2 separate regions of the Triticum aestivum genome follow, and region 1 is linked to region 2. The links are chromatin contacts, called in public Hi-C maps. All regions are on one chromosome and are shown on one strand. Each heading gives the region's core, a stretch centred on a gene start, on an enhancer-like site or on the middle of the called end of the contact. The rest is flanking DNA. Distances are from core to core; before and after follow the strand shown.

The links. Hi-C and Micro-C count contacts between places; a contact is called where the count stands out from the background.
Region 1: a contact with region 2 is called in a Hi-C map of leaf, with 8 times the contacts expected there. The contact joins the promoter of LOC123050155 here to the promoter of LOC123050145 in region 2. A contact is called at or near these places in 2 of 5 Hi-C or Micro-C datasets (leaf and root).

The regions. Positions count from the first base shown.
Region 1 is chr1A:349,464,264-349,471,399 of IWGSC CS RefSeq v2.1, forward strand. LOC123050155 (armadillo repeat-containing protein 7) reads right to left here and starts at 1,321. Exons shown (of 6, transcript XM_044472993.1): 1 at 907-1,321; 2 at 764-800; 3 at 210-283; 4 at 6-99. The coding sequence starts at 978. LOC123127401 (replication factor C subunit 5-like) reads right to left here. Exons shown (of 11, transcript XM_044547126.1): 1 at 6,968-7,136; 2 at 6,679-6,789; 3 at 6,541-6,573; 4 at 6,242-6,404; 5 at 5,933-6,111; 6 at 5,719-5,855; 7 at 5,333-5,428; 8 at 5,158-5,227; 9 at 4,959-5,039; 10 at 4,617-4,743; 11 at 4,178-4,538. The coding sequence ends at 4,462.
Region 2 is chr1A:349,186,940-349,193,858 of IWGSC CS RefSeq v2.1, forward strand. LOC123050145 (protein DGS1, mitochondrial) reads right to left here and starts at 4,813. Exons shown (of 14, transcript XM_044472985.1): 1 at 4,482-4,813; 2 at 4,045-4,159; 3 at 3,740-3,943; 4 at 3,348-3,476; 5 at 3,086-3,253; 6 at 2,160-2,354; 7 at 1,524-1,624; 8 at 602-691. The coding sequence starts at 4,738.

The sequences.
Region 1 (7,136 bases), core at 71-2,570, 270 kb after region 2:
CTCACCAACACATGAATTACATATTCCACCAACGCCGAACTCAACAAGCCTTTCATTTGGTTCCGTAATGCAGTCCAAGAACAACTCGAGAATATTCAGCTGAGAGAACAGAACATATATACCGTCTCATTGAATAGGAAAGTACCAGAACAGTGCTACCAAAAAAATGCAGCAATTGACCGAAACAAAAGGCATGTGGAATCATCAACCTGGCGCATAAAGGCATAGTTATAAGGGTCATATGCAAAATTTGACAGGTTTGCAACAATTCTCTCCTTGTACCCTGAAACAAAAATAAATAAATTGATGAATTTGGTGAGCACATAATATGATAAATAACACTGAAGCTGTGGCGTTTCACCGACAAAGTAGAGCTATCTTCATACCATATGATAATTCCCAAACCTTTGCTGTGCTATCTAGTCGACGACATCACTAGAGAGCCCATGCGTCAACCTTACAACCCCTTTTGTCTAGCTTAGAATCTATTGTGCATCTTTTCCTTGGTGCCGTTTGGAACTTCACTAGTACTTCACTAAGTTGTTTGTTTTGGCCCCTATACAATTGTCTTTACTGAGCGGCGACGAAATTCAGTTTCGCAGCACAATCTGCTGACAACGATTTCTACCATAATTCTAACTGAACTCAGCTTCTGTTTTCAGCTCCACCAAAACCAATACACCGAATTCTAGTACAAAAACACAGAAATTTGACTCCGGTGCAAGCCTAAGAAAGAAGAACGAATCAGCCAACAGATTTTTACCTTCATCCGTGGAGTCCTGGAACTGGGTCACAAGATCCTGAGGAAATTCGTGATTACGGGTACGTTAACAAGTTAGAACAATCGCGGGAGGAATTGGGAGACCCCGGGCAATCCCCGACCGAGAAGGCGGGAAGGGGGCAAACCTGAAGGTACTGGTCTCTCGGGGTACCGCCGCGGCCAGTGCGCTCGACCTGGCGCTGCGCGTTCGTGAACATCTCCTCTCCGCGGTCCCTTTCCTCCTGCCAGCTGCCTCCGGCGTGCGCGGTCGCTCGCCGTCGCCGGCGACGCACTTTTATTTTAGCGTAGACGATTCCTCACGGCAGTCAACGCTGCGCAATGTGCTGCTGCTTGCAGATGCAGCGGCGGCCGAGGCAGAGGAGGGGCGGGAGGGACAGAGGAGGCGCGGGGGAGGAGGTGGACCGGGAGGAGGCCGCGGAGCGAGGCGCGGCGGCGAGCTGGGGGGCGGGGTGAGGGGAGGCGCGGCAGCGACTGGAGGGCCGGTGAGGCGTGGCGCGGCACGCCGCGGGGAGGGACGGGAAAGGGCGGCGCCTCTCAAACGAGATCGTCTCGCGTAGCTATTTCTCCGTCAGAGGGACGTCGGACGCCGCTGGCCGTGCATCACGTATCCGACGGCAACCATTATTTTTTTCGAGCACAAGGCGACCAAAGACGGTGACCTCGTTCACTCCAGAGGCCACGAAGACCAGCAGCCCATACGGCCCATCATCTATCGCTCTCGCTGGGTGCCCGGCCTCATGTGCATTCGATGAACAGTAAAACCTAAAAAACATAGCAGAAAACATAAAAAATCTGATTTATATTTTGTCTTTTTTGCCATGAGCTTCTCAGATGTTCAAGTTTCATCAAATTTTGCACGGACATCACGCACAACAGCATCTTGCACATTTTTTTTCTTTTTTTCATGATTTTACTATCCATCCCCTAAGCCCGGATGTAAATTAGCAACGTCCAATAGCGTGGCTCCTATTTGGCGTGTAGGCCGATGTATAGCGACCTAGCGCATACACCCTCTGTATGTCTTGCGGTAATGATTCTTCTGAAATTACGAACCCCTCACCACCCCTCCTCGCGCGTATGAGTCGCCCCATTTTGTTTTTTGTTCCCACCGTTTATGAGAGGGTTCTAGAACCTTCTATGAATCGGTTTTTTCTTTTTCTTTTGTTTCTTTTTTCTGGGTTTTCACTCATTTTTTCTTTTTTATATATTTTTTCTTTTTTTTCATGTTTGTTTTTTTCTTTTCTAGACTGGGCGCTAGGTCGCCGATCCAGTTTTACTAGGACTGCCAAGATATAGGTGGACAATGCAAGGAAGGAGCATAGCTTGCCTGCACCGATTTTATAGGGCACCGGCAACAATGTCTCGATGCATCTGGTCTCATCCCTAAAAATAACACAAAGTTCTTCTTGTGCAATATATTTACCTATCGTGTATAAATTCATTGCTGTGATTTAGTAGTACAAGATAATTTTATAAGATGTGACACTAATTTTCATATTTAAGTCTGAGATAGCTCACTACGTGTGCCAGGTGGTGATAAAAATGTGACATTTTCTGTCAGTGATAGATCAAGATTTACTTCCTTCGTTTCAAATTATTCATCGTAAAAATGGATGTATCTAAAACTAAAATACATCTAGATACATCCATATCCGCGACAAGTAATTCGGAACTTCTACCGTTCCGAATTATTTGTCGCAAAAATGAATGTTTAGATGTTTAGATCCATTTTCGCGACTTTCTGCGACAAATAATTTAGGGCAGAGGGAGTATTTAGCTAGTTTTTTTGTCAGAACTATCACTATTTAGCTAGTTGTTAGTAAAAAAAAATATCTCCCTAAACTGAGCACCCACCACCCAGTGTAATAAATTCCCTAAAAGAAACTTCGAAAATATCATGAGGGTATGACCCGCCAAGACCAGCACGCGGGCGCGCAGCGCCATGGGATTGGGTGTCGGGTCGGTTGGCCAATGTTCATGCATGATGAGCGTCCATGTCGTTCCGTCCCGGCGTCGCATTCGCCTCGCCGTAAAGCTCACGGCTCCGTCCCTACCAACAGCGACACCGACGCCCGACGCCGACGACCCACCACCCTCCGCCTCGCCTCGCCCCACTCCGCCCCGTGCCCGTACCCATGCGCGCGCGCGTGAGCCACACCTAAAAGCCCATCGATCCCATCCACCCCATGGTCGCCGCGGCGGATGCATACGCTGGCCATGGCCGCGCGCCGCCTCCTCAGCGCCCTCGACGTCCGCGCCTCGCACCTGCCGAGGCCTCCTCCGCCGCCGCCTTCACCGGCCCAGCAGGGGGCGTCCTTCCCCATGCTGCTCCCGGTCTTCCTCCTCTTCGTCCTCCTGCTCTGCTTCCTCTCCATCTTCCTCCTCCGCGACCTCCTCCGCTTCTTCTCCCTCTGGCTCCGCCGCCGCCGCCGCCTCCAGTCCAGCGACGCGGACGCCGCCACGGGCGAAGAAGGCGAGCCCGCGCCCGCGCCGCGCAAGCCGGCGGGCCTGGACCCCGCCGTCATCGCCTCGTTCCCCACGGTGCGGTTCGAGGCCGACGCCGCCGGCTCCGCGGCGCCGGCGGAGTGCGCGGTCTGCCTGTCCGAGTTCGCGCCCGGCGACGCCGTCCGGCCGCTCACCGTCTGCCGCCACGCCTTCCACGCCGCGTGCATCGACTCGTGGCTCGGCGCGCACACCACGTGTCCGGTCTGCCGCACCGACCTCGACGCGCCGCCCAACGAGGAGATCGCCTTCGCCGAAGAACACGGACACAGTGGCCTCACTGCAGCGGCGGTCCACGAGGCCACTGGACACCGGACAACGTCATCACCTCCGGCAACTGACCACCGGTAACCAACGGTCACCGGCCACGCAACACTGAGTGGCGATCCGGTGTGTCGCGTTCTCCAAATTTTGTTGAATCCTTTTTAGTACTATAGTAGTTGGTAGGAATTGGTAGCTTAGGTACGTTCATGCATGGGACGTGTGTATATACCGAAATATTTCCAAATAAATGTAAGCGTGGATATTTTTCACTTACCACTGTGATTACATTGTTCATTGCAACTATTTAGAAGATGAACAGGGGACTGAACGTCTGCTGGACCTGAGTAAACACTAAGCAAGTCTGTTCTAAACCTAGCACATGGGCAATTTTACACTATCAAAGATGCTAATGAGATTCCTTCAGAATTATGCATAACAGCACAAGTAATATGGCACTTTTGCACATGGAGAAACTTGGGTTCCTGATATTATCAACGATTTTGCTAAAGCACATCTAGATGTGCCCTAAGTATTGCACATCTAAGTCTAGTATCAATGCATTACACCAGTACCAGGCAAGGAATACCTTTCGAGAAAGGGGAAAACATTGTTAATATACAGTCGTACGACATTATTCTCAGATCACACAAATTATCATATATGAAGTTGATTTTTGTACAAACCACAATATCACAATTCACACGTATACAGAGTTGTGTGCATAATCACAATTCACACGTATACACGCAAACGGGGCGGATAAAAAAAGGTATGTTTTCCTTCTTAACATGCAAAGCAACGCCGAGGTGCTTTGATTCAGACTTCAGAGGCACACCACTGCTTATTTATCAACACTGCTACAACACTCGCTCGCGCTAGAGGATTTGTTGATCGAGAGAGTGATTCCACCCTCTTCATGAAGGAACACCGCCTCTGCTTGAGTTCTTCGTTATTAAAGATCTGTAGAAGCTCATGAACCTCACAGTGAATTCTGCAATTGCAAAGTATAGTCATTTTACACCACAGTTCATGATTGATTGAATGAACCAGTTTTTTTTTTGGCTTGTACCTTCAATCTTTATGAAGCATTGGATGGCTTCCCCTTGGTCCGGGCCTTCAACAGCGAAACCTTCTATATTGATAGCTCTTTTGTCAGAAATTGTGTCCTGAGATTTGTATTCTTTGCACTGCTCGTTCTGAAACAAGCAAGCAATATATATTAGCGCACACTTACACAGTAGACTAGTTCACAAATAGAAAATAACCTACTCCCTCCGATCCAAAATAAGTGTCACAGTTTTGAACTGAGGTTAGTTCAAAACCGCGTCACTTTATTACGGATGGGAAGTAGTATCACTTAATATGCGCGCAGTCCAGCTTAAGAAAAAGGAATGCTTGTAGACGGGCTCACTTGGTTCAACTCCAGTGCCAGTTCATCGATGCTATTCTGAAAATCTTCATCCCTGTCCCTTTTCAGTTCATTAACCAAGTGCTGCATCACAAAGCAAAAGGGAAAATCACAAACAGTAATGAGCTCTGACAAAAATGAACCTCGGCCAGACTCTTGGAATCACAAAGAACACATAAACACAAGGTAAAGTAGAGCTCACACAGAAAATGAAATAAGGTGACACATTATGTTCAATCATTTTTCTGATCTTCCGCCGAATGAGATACAGCCTGTGTAAAGGTCATTCAGCAAAATTTATGTTTTCATTCTGAAGTTCAAAAAAGAAGCTCGCGCGTACTGAATTGCAAACCATCATAGTGAAAGGGATAGCTTACTGCTTTGGACTTGGCTCCTCCATGATTTTTTTGGCAACATCATAAATTTCCTCCTCCCATCCAGTCAAAATGGGCTGGTCTTTCGTGAATGGATAGCTGTGTTGGTTAAGAGAGTTGTTTATGAATATGGAAAGCCCTATGATTCAGTACCCATGGTGGTAGTTATAACAATGCGAACAGACAGTTATAAGCAAGCATGCTGATGAGGATGAAACTTTTGTGGTATGATGGCTACAACAGAAACAACACACCTTGATGGATCAGTTGACTTCTACTCAAAATGAATATTGTACCTCTGGCACATTGCAGTTTCAAAATGGACTGCTATTATGGCATTTCTACAATCTGAATATGAAATGAATGAGGAAATCATTCCATGTGCTTACTTTGCTTTCCATGTAGCTTCAAAAGAGCGTATTGCCTGTCGGAGATTATTACTCGCGCTAGCTGCAATTCTACTGGCAAGTCCACGAGGCAAATCTATGCCTTCTTGTGTAGCAATGAACTCTAGAACCTTGATTATCTAAGAGAAATTCTGTATTCATCAAACTGCCCAGCACTGGAGAGAAGACAAATCATTCATACAGACCTAGTATGTACCTCATCAAATGAAGGTGGTTTAAGTCGGACAACCTTGCATAAATGTTCAACGGCATCAAGGTTTGAAGAACTGGAGCAGCTGAAAATAATTTTGTTGCAACCTGCATACCTCCCCAAAAACCAACCGACATAATGCTGAAGATCAGACGAAAGCCTATCAGCATCATGGACCACAATCACTGCATATATGAACCACTGACGCTTTAATATGTCATTTCACATCAACGAAGAACAGGCAGCTGTTCAAAATCCTGTGTTGATTAACAACAGTACCGCCAAAAGGAGAGGCAGAGATGTGTTAGAATGTACCTTTGCAGTTAGCATGATCGCAAATCAAGTCCGGTGGTGGGATTGACTCATTCAACAAAGTAGTTATGACATACTTCTCATAGCCATGTAAATCAGCCAAGTTTACCTCCACGTGATGATCTGAAATCTTCACTTTAACATCAATGTGTTTGGCGATTTCTCCCTACATCAAACAGTTCACCAGAAAGAAGGTACAGAACAAATTAAATTTTATAATCTACTTAAGAATATTATCCTCTTCACGGTAATAAGGTTACTGATGAAACAGAAAATGCGCCATTACAAGTTGCAATTCATACCTTCAGCTCGATTCTCTTTGTGATTTCCTCTATCTGTGAAATGGCAATACAAATAAGGTATTCGCGAGTTTCAAGCACTCAGGTTTACCTCAGGATAAAAAGTAAATAGTAATTTGTTCAAAGGCTGGCTACAGTGACCTTGAGATTATCAGGACCAAAAGCATCTCTTAAAAGGGCCAGCACCATGCTTCTCTTCCCGACAGCCTGCGCCCCTTCAAATATGAAATGGTTGCATTGGCGTTCAGTCACCTGGATGCAGCAGTTATCACAAAATTCAGTCTCAAATCCCAATTCAGCATGTCATCACAGTGTGCCTATCATCAGTTCATCACTCCATTCTAGTGCTTAGCTACAGTTTTACAGTGACGAAGGAATTCAAAGCAGTGGTAATTTCGTGTAAGATTAAAGTGGGAGGGTGTGTGGCAACCATCCGGTGGAGCTCATCGGCGACGGCCTTGTTGCATATGAATTCCCCGAGCACACTGGGCCGGTACCTGTCCGCCCACACGTACTGATCCTCCGCCGCCGCTGTTGATTCCACTGACAGCTGCGGAGAGTCCACCTGCGGCGACTTCGGCTTGCGCGAAACCCTCACC
Region 2 (6,919 bases), core at 3,563-6,062:
GAGCCAAAACACATGTAAATTACTAGATATCAAGATATATAAGCAACATGCCTAAAGTATCTGTAAAGCATGCGACTCTCTGGATGCAATTGTAGATATATAAATTGTATTTGTATCGACCGCTTCTTAGGAGTCATGCTGAACAAATAGGTACTATCCCTAGCTTCCTGAAGTTTGTTTCTATCACTCACAGCAGAAACTCAAGTTCGATTGGGATTCTCAAAAATAGGTACTAAACATTTAAATGCAAATGTAAATAAGCATTAAATAAAAATCCACCGAGTGGAATTATTTGCTGCTATGACCAAGATTTTTCACATATTCCATATGACTTAAACTAGTTCAGATGGCTTTCTTACGCCCCCCATAAAATGCTTATCTTTTGTCAGCCCCAGTGCCAACACTATTTTAGTTGCACAAGGGAACTGAAAAGCGATTGAAGATGTCTTTATAAGGCAGAACAGGAAGGTGGACATGTAGTATTGCTCCAGAGTAAGCAACAAGAAATTACAATATTCAAGTGGCCATTGAACTTGCAACAACTGGCTGAAGATACAGGATGAATGAACAACAGTATGTATGGTTAAAAGTTCAGTCTTACCTTTTCATGACAATCTCCAGCAACTCCTGCAATGATGCATCTTGTGCTGGTTTTTCCTTTGAAGTTTGCTCACAAAAGGTAATTAACATCCTGTAACCAGCATGGTCAAATAATGCACAATGTGATTTGGTACTCTATTGCATTTCAGAACATAAAATGCGACGCTAAAGTTTTACATATTCAAGAAAATGCGAACAAATAGATTTTCACTGGGATAATTACGCCGCTCCAAAATGAAGCAATATTATTATAGCAAAATGAAAGTACATAAGGAACAGCATGTAGGCGTTTGGATGAACAAGGTTCTGTTTATATTACTACTCTCTCTCTTTAAAAATGTAGGGTGTACATAAATTGTACTATACTGACTTTGACCAACAATTACTCCATGAAATTAGATGTCGGTAGATTCATATTCAAATGTACTTGCTTATGATTGTGAATTGGTTAAGACAAGGCAGTTTATGTGACATAAAATTGATGTCGGTAGATCCATATTCAAATGTACTTGCTTATGATTATTGTGAATTGTGGTTCTGTTTCACATAACCACATATCAATGGAGAAATTATCAGTTGTCATAAACAATTGAATGCGTTTTACATTTAAAAATGGAGAGAGTAATGGGTGCGGATTGACAAATTGAGTTTGAGTTGGATTGGATTGCTAGACAAAGAACAGTATTGGGGACAAGTTTAGTTGGCCTATAAAAGGCTGCGTGTTGTTACTCATAAGAACAAACAAGAAGAGATCAGTCTATGATTACTATTTTTAACCGTAAGTCCTGTCTCATCTATGATCTGTTTCTCCCTATTCTAGTATCTCATCTCCTCAAAGTCATGCTATAATAGCTCTACTCTATTTCAAGAAAGAACCATGAGTATAATAATTCAGATTAGAGAATGACAGCATTGGGAACAACCTGTGCAATGATTCTTCGGTTAGTTGGACCTCTTCCCTTTCCATTACACGTTTATCTGTTCGCTTGAATGTCTCGAATAGCTCATCTCTAATGGAAATGATCTGCAATTGTCAAAACATAAAAGGCAGTCATGATGTGAGCACAATAACTTGACTGATTTCCAAATTTATAGAAATGTAGACCAGCTTGTAGCAATGCTTTCTGGACTTCAACAGTTCCGCATAAAAATTGAACAGTATTTTGACAATTACAACACCGATGAAGGTGAATATTGACAAGCTTTGTGGCTTATATATGAATATATGCTCATCTACTAAAGCATCTTCATCTTAACATATACAAATGCTCCCGTAAGGAAAACATGAATTCACTTCCATCAATCTGTTACCACCATAAGCAAACACTACAGCCAGTAACGCACAAGGCGGCATGCTTCTTTTTTCAGTTATATGTGACAAACAAACCAATGCTTCTGGCAGGACCTCACACGATATCTTGCATAAGTAAATGTACAACCAGAACCAACCTGAAAAGCCTCTGCCTTCATTAAATACCTTGATTTGCCTTCAGTTAACTTACACTAGAATGCCATATAAGATAAATAATAGTAGAAGACATATAAAGAAAGTGTCTTACTGGTCTCTCAACATGTTCATCCCAGAATCCAGCAACTGACTCCTTAGCATCTTGAATCCAGTTGTCCATGTCAGAACTTCCCATCAAGCTACTATGGCGCAAAAGCCATAGGGAACATGCAGAGAGGCCAATTGCTCCACACGTGTAGGGTAACCAGTATATGGTCATATTTCTTGGCTTTTTATGACTTGAAAGCTATCCGCAAACAAAAACACGCTTCAGATAAATTACGTAATACTAAGCAGCATGTACTTTACATGGAGTGCCATACAAGCTACACATTATCGCTATGTTATCCACAGGATTAATTCAGATACCTCATGCTTGATATTTTCAATTCTGTCATTGGTACTATACTGGTATTGGTATAGCTGTAATCCTACCACCAATTTATAATAAGAAAGCATGTGTGACTGGCATATAGATATAGATAAGCACAAACGGGTAAATATAAAATACTGAAATTAAAACTTTAATACCCCTCCAACAACTCAGGTAACAGAAATCAAGAACCTGAGTTTTATGGCATAGAGGACGAAAGACATGCAGAAGGGTGGCAAACTGGCAACAATCCCCATGACTGGAGGGTAGCTTTTATATATATTTCAGCGAAATATTTCTAAAATCCACCTGCCTGTTTTATCTATTTCCTATTTATATATGTTAGTTATCTATTTCCTAATGATGGTTTCCATCTACTAGAGATGGCACCCCATGAAGAGAGGCACTTGTATCCTGATTTCTTTTAAGACGGACAGAAAAGGAAGGTTCATCCACATCTCTACTCTCACATCCCCCCTGAAGGAGCCGTCACTGCCAAGTTATCCCCTCAAATGTGTTAACCCTGTAATGGTCTAAGGTCATTGTGCTATGAGACTGGGAAGACGATGATCTCACATGTGTCATCGTTGAAATGAGTTACTTACCTGAGAGGAAACAAAACTATCTAGCTTCTGGAGGTTTTCATAGATCAGACTAATAGCATCTGTTGCTAAGGCCTCACTCCATTGTGGACTCTCAACATCAACCTCTGGCAATCTTTCGAAGATAAGTTGAGATGAGTTTTCGTCATGAGTGAATGGTAGAGTTTGCCCCTGAAAACATGTGTTTTAACTAATTAAACAACATAGCATCAAAGAGGCAAAACATGTTACAAATCCAAATATATGGACAACAGGCATTGCATACCTCACTAGCATTTGTAAGAGATACCTCCAATTTGGGGAAGACGGTGTTCAAAATAACAAATAGTGTATGTAGTGATTTATCTGAACTTTCAGTTAATCCTTCTCTGCATTTATCAACTTCAGAGTAAACCTATAGAAGAAGCAAGTCAGAGTTTAAGTTCATGTAAATGACAAGTCATGTAGCACAAAGCAACATTATTCAAATAAAGATAACTTTGAAATTTGACTACAGCGATACAACAGTTTCTTTTTGTTTCCTTTTTTTTGGAGAGCAGGAGCAAGGTTAATCACGAAAATGCTTTTTGACTGTTTTATTCTACTTCACATCAGCAGAAAGTTGAAACCATGGCGCTATTGCTACTTTTTCACGATAAACACGTTAGAGTAGCAAACCTCAGCCAGAAAAGCAGCCAATCGATGTTGCATATTCGTCAGGACAGCAAGTTTTACTGAGACTATATCAGATGCAGAGCCTAAAAGGTACTCGGATGGACTCCCATTGCTCCTGAGTCTAGTTAGTGTTTGACATGTTGCTTCAAGGAAGGCCCTTGGACCTCTTTCAAACATCATAAAGTACATTTTATGTGAGTTTGTTCCCTGAAAAATTACCACAGGCAAAAGTAGGTAAGTAGCAAAATAATATTAACTTCTCTGCATACTAAAAAGGCAAAAAAAAAAGTTATCAATTGACTTAATACCTCAGCTTTGGACTTCCAATAAAGTAAGCTCTTCTGAATGCTATGCAAATCAGATAAAGTATGCTGCACGATATCTTCTAAGATGGCAAAAGCTTTGGGCATCTCACCAGAAACCCTGTTAATAACATATAGTCAAAAGCATTCCAGGTAATTCTTCACAAACAAGGAACACCGGACAGATAGCTAGATGACCAGATCTATGATGCGTTAGCTCAAGAGTAGTGGTGGGTCCTATATTTTGGGTCGAGTGACCAATTCCTGAACACGTTTCTACAAGTTCATCACAGGTCATCTCGTAACCTGTAACACTAAATCCGCACAAATCTACTCCGTTCTGTCAGCAGTCAACGAGAGCACAAAGTACAGCACTACTCCAGCAAAAGCCTGCGCGGCATTGGAATCACAGGCGCCGCGCTGATTCGAGTAGAGGTTCTCACCGGGCGGAGCTTGCGGCGTCATCGTAGATGGGGAGTGGGAGAGAAGGGCGGCGGCGGCGGCGGCGGCGTCTGCGGACCGCCAAGAGGCGGCGGAGGAGATCGGAGGCGGCGACGAGGAGGAGGGAGTTCGGTAGCGTAGGGAGACGGGCGACGAGGGAGTTCCATATGCGAGTGGGCTGTGCCGGAGCTGCGAGAGCGAGGTCAGCGGTCTCGGGCCGATCGCCTGAGTTAGGGCTCCGCGGCGGCGAGGTCGCCATAAGGATCGGGAAGATGTCCGGTTTGAAACTTTAGTCGGGTTCTGGGATGGGTTTGGAGTTGGACATATGGAAGCGCTTCAGACGAAGCACAGGACCGATGGGTCCTGCACAATGTGGAGGAAATCACAATTTCTTTCTGGTTGAAAAATCACAATCTAGTTATCGCGGAAATTGCAAATAGCGCCCGAATTTTGAATTACTATTTTTTGAATCTTTTCAGTTTTAAAAATATGAAAAGATTACACAAGTACTCCCTCCGTTCTCAAATATAGGTTTTTTTAAAGATTTCAGCAAGTGGCTAAATACGAAGCAAAATGAATGAATCTATACTCTAAAATATGTCTAAAAAGACTCATATATCTAAAAAGACTCCATTTGAAATGTCTAAAAAGACATATATTTAGAAACGGAGGGAATATATTGAAACGTACTCCCTCCGGTCATTTTTACTCTGCATATTAGGTTTGACCGAAGTCGATCTCATTCAACTTTGACCAAGTTTATACAAAAAATTATAAACATTCACATAACAACACCAATATCATTAGATTCATCTTAGAATATATTTTCATATTATATTTATTACATATTATAGATGCTAATAATTTCTAATATAAATTTGGTCAAACTTAGCAAAGTTTGACTTTCGGCAAATCCAATGTGCAGAGTAAAAATGACCGGAGGGAGTATACTACAACTAAGAGCAACTCCAACGGGCCGATCCAAACAGACACCGATTTTGTTTTTTTTTGTCGGTTGTCCGCGCGTCCGTATCCGCTTTTTTGTATGGGGCGGTCGGTACGCCCAACGGGGCCAAGACGCATTTTGTGCATGTCCGCGTCGGCATTCGGTCGAACACCTGGTGGGCAAGCTCCCGCGCCGCCTCAACCCGCGTCCCGCGCCCGCGAGCTTGCCTCCACGCCGCAGCTCGGCCTCTTCCCGCCCCGCGGCCGCTGCGCCCGCACGCTGCGATGCATGATTGGCCAGACTTGCTAGCAGTTCATACTCTGCCAGACACGAGCTGTGGTGCGTCGTCGTGACGGATGGGGCGGGCGTGCATGGGCAGGGCCCGGTCGGAGGGTGGAGCGGCAGCGCCAACACGCACGCACGTATATTTGGCAATGGCGTCCGCTGTGCCAGCACTGTACGTGATCTCCATGTCGCTGCCATGCCATGCCATGCTCATGCATGCACGCACGCACGGTTGCTCGCCTGCGAGACTCCTTTGTTTTTGTCCCTGGCTCTGGCTCTGGATGTGGGTAGCTGCACAAGGAAGGGAAGTCGCCCCGCGGCCGCCTGCACGCGCCAGCTCGCGTGCGCGCTCGCGCTCGCCGCGGCCGTCGCGCCAGCTCCCGCGCGCCCTGCCTGCCTCGCTCGCCAGACGCAGCTCGTCCCGCTCCCCGCATCCCGTGACGCCCTCCACGCGCCCGCTCACCGCGAACGCTCCCCTCGCCCGCCTCGCTGCAGCTCACCTCATCGCGCCGCAGCTCGCCCCTGCCCTCCGCGGCCGCCGCGCCCGGCTCGGCCGCATCCCCGCTCGCACGCGCGCGCACTCCGCAGCTCGCCCTGCCCTCCGCAGCAGCCGCGCCCCGCTCGGCCACGCCCCCGCTCGACGAGGTCGCACAGGCGCGCCTGGAGCTCGGGCGACGACGTGGCCGGGCCGTCCATGTGCGGCGGCATGCACCAAGACGGGGAGGCCGGGCACGGCCAAGCGCGGAGCTAGGGAGGCGAGGCGCGGGGGCGGAGGCGCGGAGGGCAGGCCGGCGTTGCTCCAGTGGGGTGGGTGGGTGGGTGGGGGAGAAGAGAGAGGAAAAGGAGGAGAGAGACGGGATAGGACAGATGGGTGGATGGCAAGTGGGCCAGCCGGTACATGCAGACGGACAGAGGGGGCGAAGAGGGCACAAACAACGTTCGCTTTGTGTCCGCTTTTGACCTAAATTTTCTCAGATTTGAGACCAAAATGGGTCCGAGCGGACACCAGACGGACAGTAGGCGAACGCCATGTCTGTTTGGGTCGCCCTGTTGGACTGAGTTTTGTGTCCGGATAACCCAAACAGACAAAATGGATCGCCCCATTGGAATTGCTCTAATTAAACAACAAAAGCGCCTTACATTAGTTACATAGGGAGTACATGTTTTGTAAAATTTTATGATGAAATATGTTTGATATGACCAAGAAAG